Regions from separate parts of the Mus musculus genome. Here region 2 is linked to region 1. The links are chromatin contacts, called in public HiChIP or PLAC-seq maps. All regions are on one chromosome and are shown on one strand. The core of a region is the stretch at or near the end of the contact, and the rest is flanking DNA. Distances in the headings are between cores, read along the strand shown. Region 1 holds the start of Stac2 (SH3 and cysteine rich domain 2). Region 2 overlaps Plxdc1 (plexin domain containing 1).

Region 1 (2,858 bases), core at 146-2,645:
GAGAATAATTTATTCATTGTGACTCCCGCAAGAGTAACAATCATAGATAATTAGGGTTAATTATGACATTCATTAATTACGATGACTTCTTCTTTTGATTCTGCCCTCTCTCCTCCCCTCTCCTGGTTCTCCAAGCGGGGGGTGGGGCTGCCTCTGGCTCTGGAACCGCAACACTCCGGGTCCCCGCCCGCCACCGACGGCCCGCGCTGCCGCAGCCCCCAGCGCCGGCTTGAAAGCTGCGCACCCGGGGCCGCAGCCTTTCGGGCCCCCAGCCTAACCGGTCCGCGAGGTGCGTGCCAGGCTGCTGTGGGTCAGAGAGGGACGCCGGAGACACACAGAGGAGCACGTAGGGAAGCAAAGAGAAGCGGAGAGTCTGCACGCTCCGAGGAGACGGTTGTGGCTAGGAATTCAGAGGCAGGAGAGAGGGGGCCCCGGGGAGCCGCAGACAGCGATGTGGCGGCCCCGGGAGGGTGCGCCCCGCACGCACACACGCGCGCGTACACCGGCCCACACCCGCTACACACGGCCACACACGCCCTGCGCCTCCGCTGCGCCGATTCCCTCCAACAAAGCCGAGTTACAACCGCCCAGGAGGGAGCCGGAGCGCGTCGGCGCCTCGCGCGTTCTGGCGGGTCGTGCTCGTGTGATCTGCTCCTTGGGTCCCCTCGTCGCGAACCCTCTCCTCCTTCCCCGGCACGGCGCGCAGCCTTAGGAATCACGCGGGCCCGGTTTAGCTTCCGTAACCCCAAAGGGACCCAGCCACTGTGATCAGCGCTCCAAGTCAGAGATGCCCGGGCGGGGCCAGGCCTCGCACCCCACGACTTACCTTGGTTTCTTGGAGGGTGGAGACGGTCCCTGGGGGGGTATGGGTGGCCGCGTCATCCGGTTCATTCTCCTTCTCGCTCATTTCGGTCATGGTTGGGGTATAAAGGAAGAGAGGGTGCGGAGACCCGACGGCAGGCCCGCTGGGGTCAGGCTGTGAGTGGCGGGCGTCTCTTTGGGACTCTCAAGCCTTTCTCCAGGGGCAGCTCTTCAGTGACCCCAGGAGAAACCCTCCCAGGCAAAGCAGCCCCCTAACCCCAGGCACCAGGGGAGAAAGTTGTCGGTGTGGCAGGGGAGAGGGAGGCAATTACCCCGAGCCGCGGAAGCTGGACGACCCGGGGTGTGAGGACCAAGGGTCTGCAGAGGATGCTGCGCTCCGCGGGAGGAGGAGGGAAGTAGGGATGCGCGGATGTGCAAAGCCAGGGAACGACCGAGCTGTCCGAGTCCGGCCGGCTCCGCCGTCCTCTGCGCCCGCCCCCCATCTCCCTCCCCCTCCCCGCGCCGGCCCCAGCCTTGCACCCGGCGGCCCCTCCGCCCAGTCCTAGCCTCCCAACTTTGATTTAGGAGGTCGCCTGGTCCCTCCCCCTTCCCTCCGCCACTCCCCCGCGCAGCTATGCAAATGAAGGTTCTCAGCTATTGGCTGCGGTGGTGGCTAGGAGGGCCAGCTGGGTGGAGTCTTGGGGGGCTCGACAAGATGGGGAGGGGTTTGGAGGGTAAAGAAGCGGAGGGGTAGTTTTACAATGGAAAGCCCGAAATGGGGGCCGATAGGTGGGGAGACAAAATTGAAGGAGGGCTGGGACAATGATACTAGAGTCTGGAAATGCAAATAATTCGAGGATGCCGCAGAATAGCCGAGAGGAAAATCAAAGTTACAGCGTTCTGATAGTGCACATTGGAAGATGCCGCACCTTGACAGAGAAAAAGACCCGCTCGCCCCATTAACTTGATGCCTTTCTAGAATCTCATCAAATTATACATACCACTACTAGACTTATAGACGCTCCCTGAAGCAGAGAACAGGCTGTTTTGTGTGTGTTTATGATCCGCGTGCTCTTATGTCTGACTGTATGAGAAGCGCACGTGTGAGTTTGGTTGGCAGAGGTTAGCTTCCAGTTCCATTCCTCAGGAGCCATCTACCAAGAAATTTGAGTCTGAGTCTCTCATTGTAAGCCAATTTGGCTAGAGTGGCTGGCCGTGGAGCCCCAGAAATCCTGTCTACTTTCCCAGTGCTGTGGATTTGGCCCTTTTAAATAGAGGCTGGAGATTAAAGTCAGGCCCTTATACTTGAATGATTTTAAACTATCCTAGCGTGCCGGGGCGTGGTGGCACACACCTTTAATCCCAGCACTTGGGAGGCAGAGGCAGGAGGATTTCTGAGTTCAAGGCCAGCCTGGTCTACAGAGTGAGTTCCAGGACAACCAGGGCTACACAGAGAAATCCTGTCTCAAAAAACCAAACCAAACAAAACAACAACAACAACAAAAAACTATCCTAGCAGTCTACATTTTTTATTTTTGAGACAGGGTCTGTCTATGTCTCCCAGGTTGGCCTGGAATGCACTATGTAGCCCAGGCTGGCTTCAAACGCATCATCTTCCTGCTGCAGTCTCCCTAATGTTAAGGTTACAGACTGAAGACACCTTAATGAGTCAAAAGTGAAGCCAAACCAGGCATGGTGGTGCATGCCTATAATACCAGCAACCGAGAGCCAGAGGAAGCCATATCTCTCTGTGAATTTCAGGCCAGTCTCATCTACAAAGTAAGTTCAGACCAGTTAAGATTATAGTGAGATCCTATCTCAAAAGAAAAAATAGCCGGGCGGTGGTGGTGCACGCCTTTAATCCCAGCACTTGGGAGGCAGAGGCAGGTGGATTTCTGAGTTCCAGGCCAGCCTGGTCTACAGAGTGAGTTCCAGGACAGCCAGGGCTACACAGAGAAACCTGTCTTAAAAACTAAAAACAAAAAACCAAAATCAAAAACAAAAAAATAAAAAATAAAAATAAAACAAAACTCAAACTGAAAAAAAGGCTAGGGCAG
Region 2 (2,844 bases), core at 202-2,701, 120 kb before region 1:
CTTCCTTCTTAGTGCCAAAGGAAGCTACTAAGCCCTACACAACCCAGGCATATCTGCAACCCAAGAGTAAGATCCTAAGCCACTAGCACAGAGAGAGCATGCTCAGCAAGCTAACTCAGTCACAGCATCTGCCATGTGCCCACACTCCAGCAAGGCAAAGCAATGCTTCCCGAGGCCATCCACAGGGGCTGAGCTGGGTCAGTCACTCCTGCTTTCATGATATCCTAGCCCACTATTTAGGGGATGGAGGACAAAGAGGACTTTGGAGACTGGAACTCAGGCTTCTTTGGTGATGTTGGCGGATTCCTCTAAGACTGGGTTGGGTCTGGCAGTGGTGGCGCACGCCTTTAATTCCAGCGCTCTGGAGACAGAGGAAGGTGGATCTGAGTTTGAGGCCAGCCTGGGCTACAGAGTGAGTTCCAGGACAGCCAAGGCTACACAGAGAAACCCTGTCTTGAAAAACAAACAAACAGAATAGTCTGAGTCTCCATAGCGGTTGCAGCAGTGTATGGCCAAGAATCAGTTCAAGGCCCTCCTGGTGTATACAGCAAGTTGACCAAGGTTCTGTCCCCAGCAACTACATGGAAAATCACAACTTTCTGTAACTCCAGTTCCAGGGGATCCAGTGTCCTCTTCTGGCCTCCAAGGGTTCCAGGCATGTACACGGTGCACAGACTTACATTCAGGCAAAACATTCATATGCATAAACAAATCAAAAACCAAAAAACCAAAACCCACCACAACCCCAAGTTTTCAGTTTGGGTTCAACCGCACCACATGTTAAGCCTCGAGCTAGCCAACACTGTCTCAGAGAAGGGAGTGAGAACGGGCCTTACTGAGTGCCTCTTGAATGTCAGCCACCGCACCAGACCCATTCCCAGGGACCCTCATGATGTTACGGTGAGGTGAGAAGTACTAAGCAACTGCAGGGCTGAAGCCACCCTTGGACTCCTCTGTGAATCAACGGGACAATTGTAGAATACAAACAAGGTACCTGCATGGTCAGTGAGATTGTTCTTCTCACAGCAGGGAAGGGAGGCCCTGAGTGGGGGAATGGAAGAGAGGGAGAAGAGACTCACAGGTATGCCTCTGGCTTTTCAGGAACCTAGGATTAACTCTCATTTGGAGCTGAGGCTCTTAGAGAGCTGGCTGGGGGAAGCAGGGGCTGGAGTGAGCCCACGGTGCTGTGGGTGTCGGCCTGAAATGAGTAGTTTCTGCTCCCTTGTACCCTCTGATAGAGCATCTCTGCTTTAACAGAGGTACAACCCACCAGCAGAGCCCCCAAACTCCCCCACCTGGCCAGCATCTTTACACCAGGGAACTCCGGGTCTCATTACACTGCCTTGTCTCTAAGTTGGGTGTGGCCACTAACTGGGGTTGGTGGTGAAGGGAGAGACTGCTTTGTCTGCAGGAGCCGTCTTTAATTTTTTTTCCCTATGACTCAGCATGGGTTGGATGCTGAGTCATACCTGGCAGGAGCCCCAGGATCCCAGGGACCATGTGAGGTCACCTCAGGCATCACCCTAAGGCTCAGAAAACATGCCTCAGCTTTAAAAATGCATGAGATAGGGGTACTGGCTGATCTTGCAAAGGATATGGGTTCAATTCCCAGTACCCACATGGTAGCTCACAACCACCTGTCACTCTAGTTACAAGTGATCCAACGACATCCCCTGGCTTCCTTAGGCACTGCATGAAAGTACACATAAACTCTACATATAAAATATAAATAAACCTTTTTTAAAAAAAAATGGGGCTGGAGAGATGGCTCAGTGGTTAAGAGCACTGACTGCTCTTCTAGAGGTCCTGAGTTCAATTCCCAGTTGTGACTTGGTGGCTCACAACCATATGTAATGGGGTCCGATGCCTTTTTTTCTGATGTGTCTGAAGACAGCAACAGTGTACTCATATACATAAAATAAATAAAATCTTAAAAAGGAAGAAATAGAGAGAAAGAGAAAGTAAAGAAAGGAAGGAAAGAGGGAAGGAAGAAAATGTATGAGATGAAGAAAGAAAGAAAAATGTATGAGATGAAGCACTCCAAAATGATGCTTTTGGGATCTTTGTCTCTCAGGATCACATTTTGTTGTCTGCTGGTCTCAGAGTCACTACACAACTAAAGATGACCTTCCTCTCAAGTGCTGGAATTATAGGCATGTGCCACTAAGACCAGATGTTTTTTTGTTTTGTTTTGTTTTGTTTTTTAAGATTTATCTTAAAAAAAATTTTTTTTAACATATCTGGGTGTTTTGCCTGCATGTATTATCTGTGTACCATGAGCATGCAGTGCCTGCAGAGGTCAGAAGAGGGCGATAGATCCTTGGAGCTGGAATTGCAGCTGGTTAGCTACTATGAGGGCTGAGATTTGAACAGTGTCCCTCTGAAAGAGCAGCCAGTGTTAGTAACAGCTGACTCACCTCTCCAGCCCTGACCTGGCTTGCTTTGTTTTGTTTCTTTGAGACAGGGTCTCACTACGAAGCCTTGGCTGTCCCGGAACTCACAATGTAAATCAGGATGACTTTAAATATCATAGCTATCGGCCTACCTCTGTCTCCTACATGCTAGGATTAAAAGCCTACACCACCACACCCAGCCCAGCTGGCCTTTTTACCAAGCCTTGCAGGTGGTTCTCACACTCTACAGGCAGTAACTGGAAGACAGCTAAGGGGCTAGGCCAGCTACTTCTTCTGGGGCTCTGTGCCTTTCCTCTTAGGGGCCCTGGTTGTGTTTGGTAAAATGCTACCTGGCACTGCAGAAGCTGCCATAACAGTGTCTGCCACACCCACACCTCCCCGAGTCACAAATGCTGGCCTTTTCATGGGGTAAAGGAACTGAGGTCCCAAG

The links. HiChIP or PLAC-seq counts read pairs in DNA pulled down with a chosen protein or histone mark.
Region 2: a contact with region 1 is called in an HNF4G HiChIP or PLAC-seq map of pancreatic cancer cells. The contact joins the enhancer-like site here to the promoter of Stac2 in region 1. A contact is called at or near these places in 3 of 39 promoter capture datasets (the C10 cell line, neutrophils and pre-B cells), 1 of 484 Hi-C or Micro-C datasets (nephron progenitors), 3 of 115 datasets of contacts at active chromatin or transcription factors (embryonic stem cells and pancreatic cancer cells) and 2 of 9 other capture datasets (adipose tissue and liver).

What each region holds. Positions count from the first base shown.
Region 1 is chr11:98,052,067-98,054,924 of GRCm38.p6, forward strand. It overlaps Stac2 (SH3 and cysteine rich domain 2), which reads right to left and starts at 1,396. Exons shown (of 11, transcript NM_146028.4): 1 at 827-1,396. The coding sequence starts at 916.
Region 2 is chr11:97,934,645-97,937,488 of GRCm38.p6, forward strand. All of the region lies in intron 9 of Plxdc1 (plexin domain containing 1), which reads right to left. Among named protein-coding and RNA genes, the nearest start is that of Plxdc1, 50 kb to the right of the region's middle. Within about 2 kb of position 1,452, at least 43 of the 459 cell types and tissues checked have an H3K27ac peak or open chromatin away from gene starts, as enhancers often do. A contact at or near this core is called in pancreatic cancer cells, where this site is marked.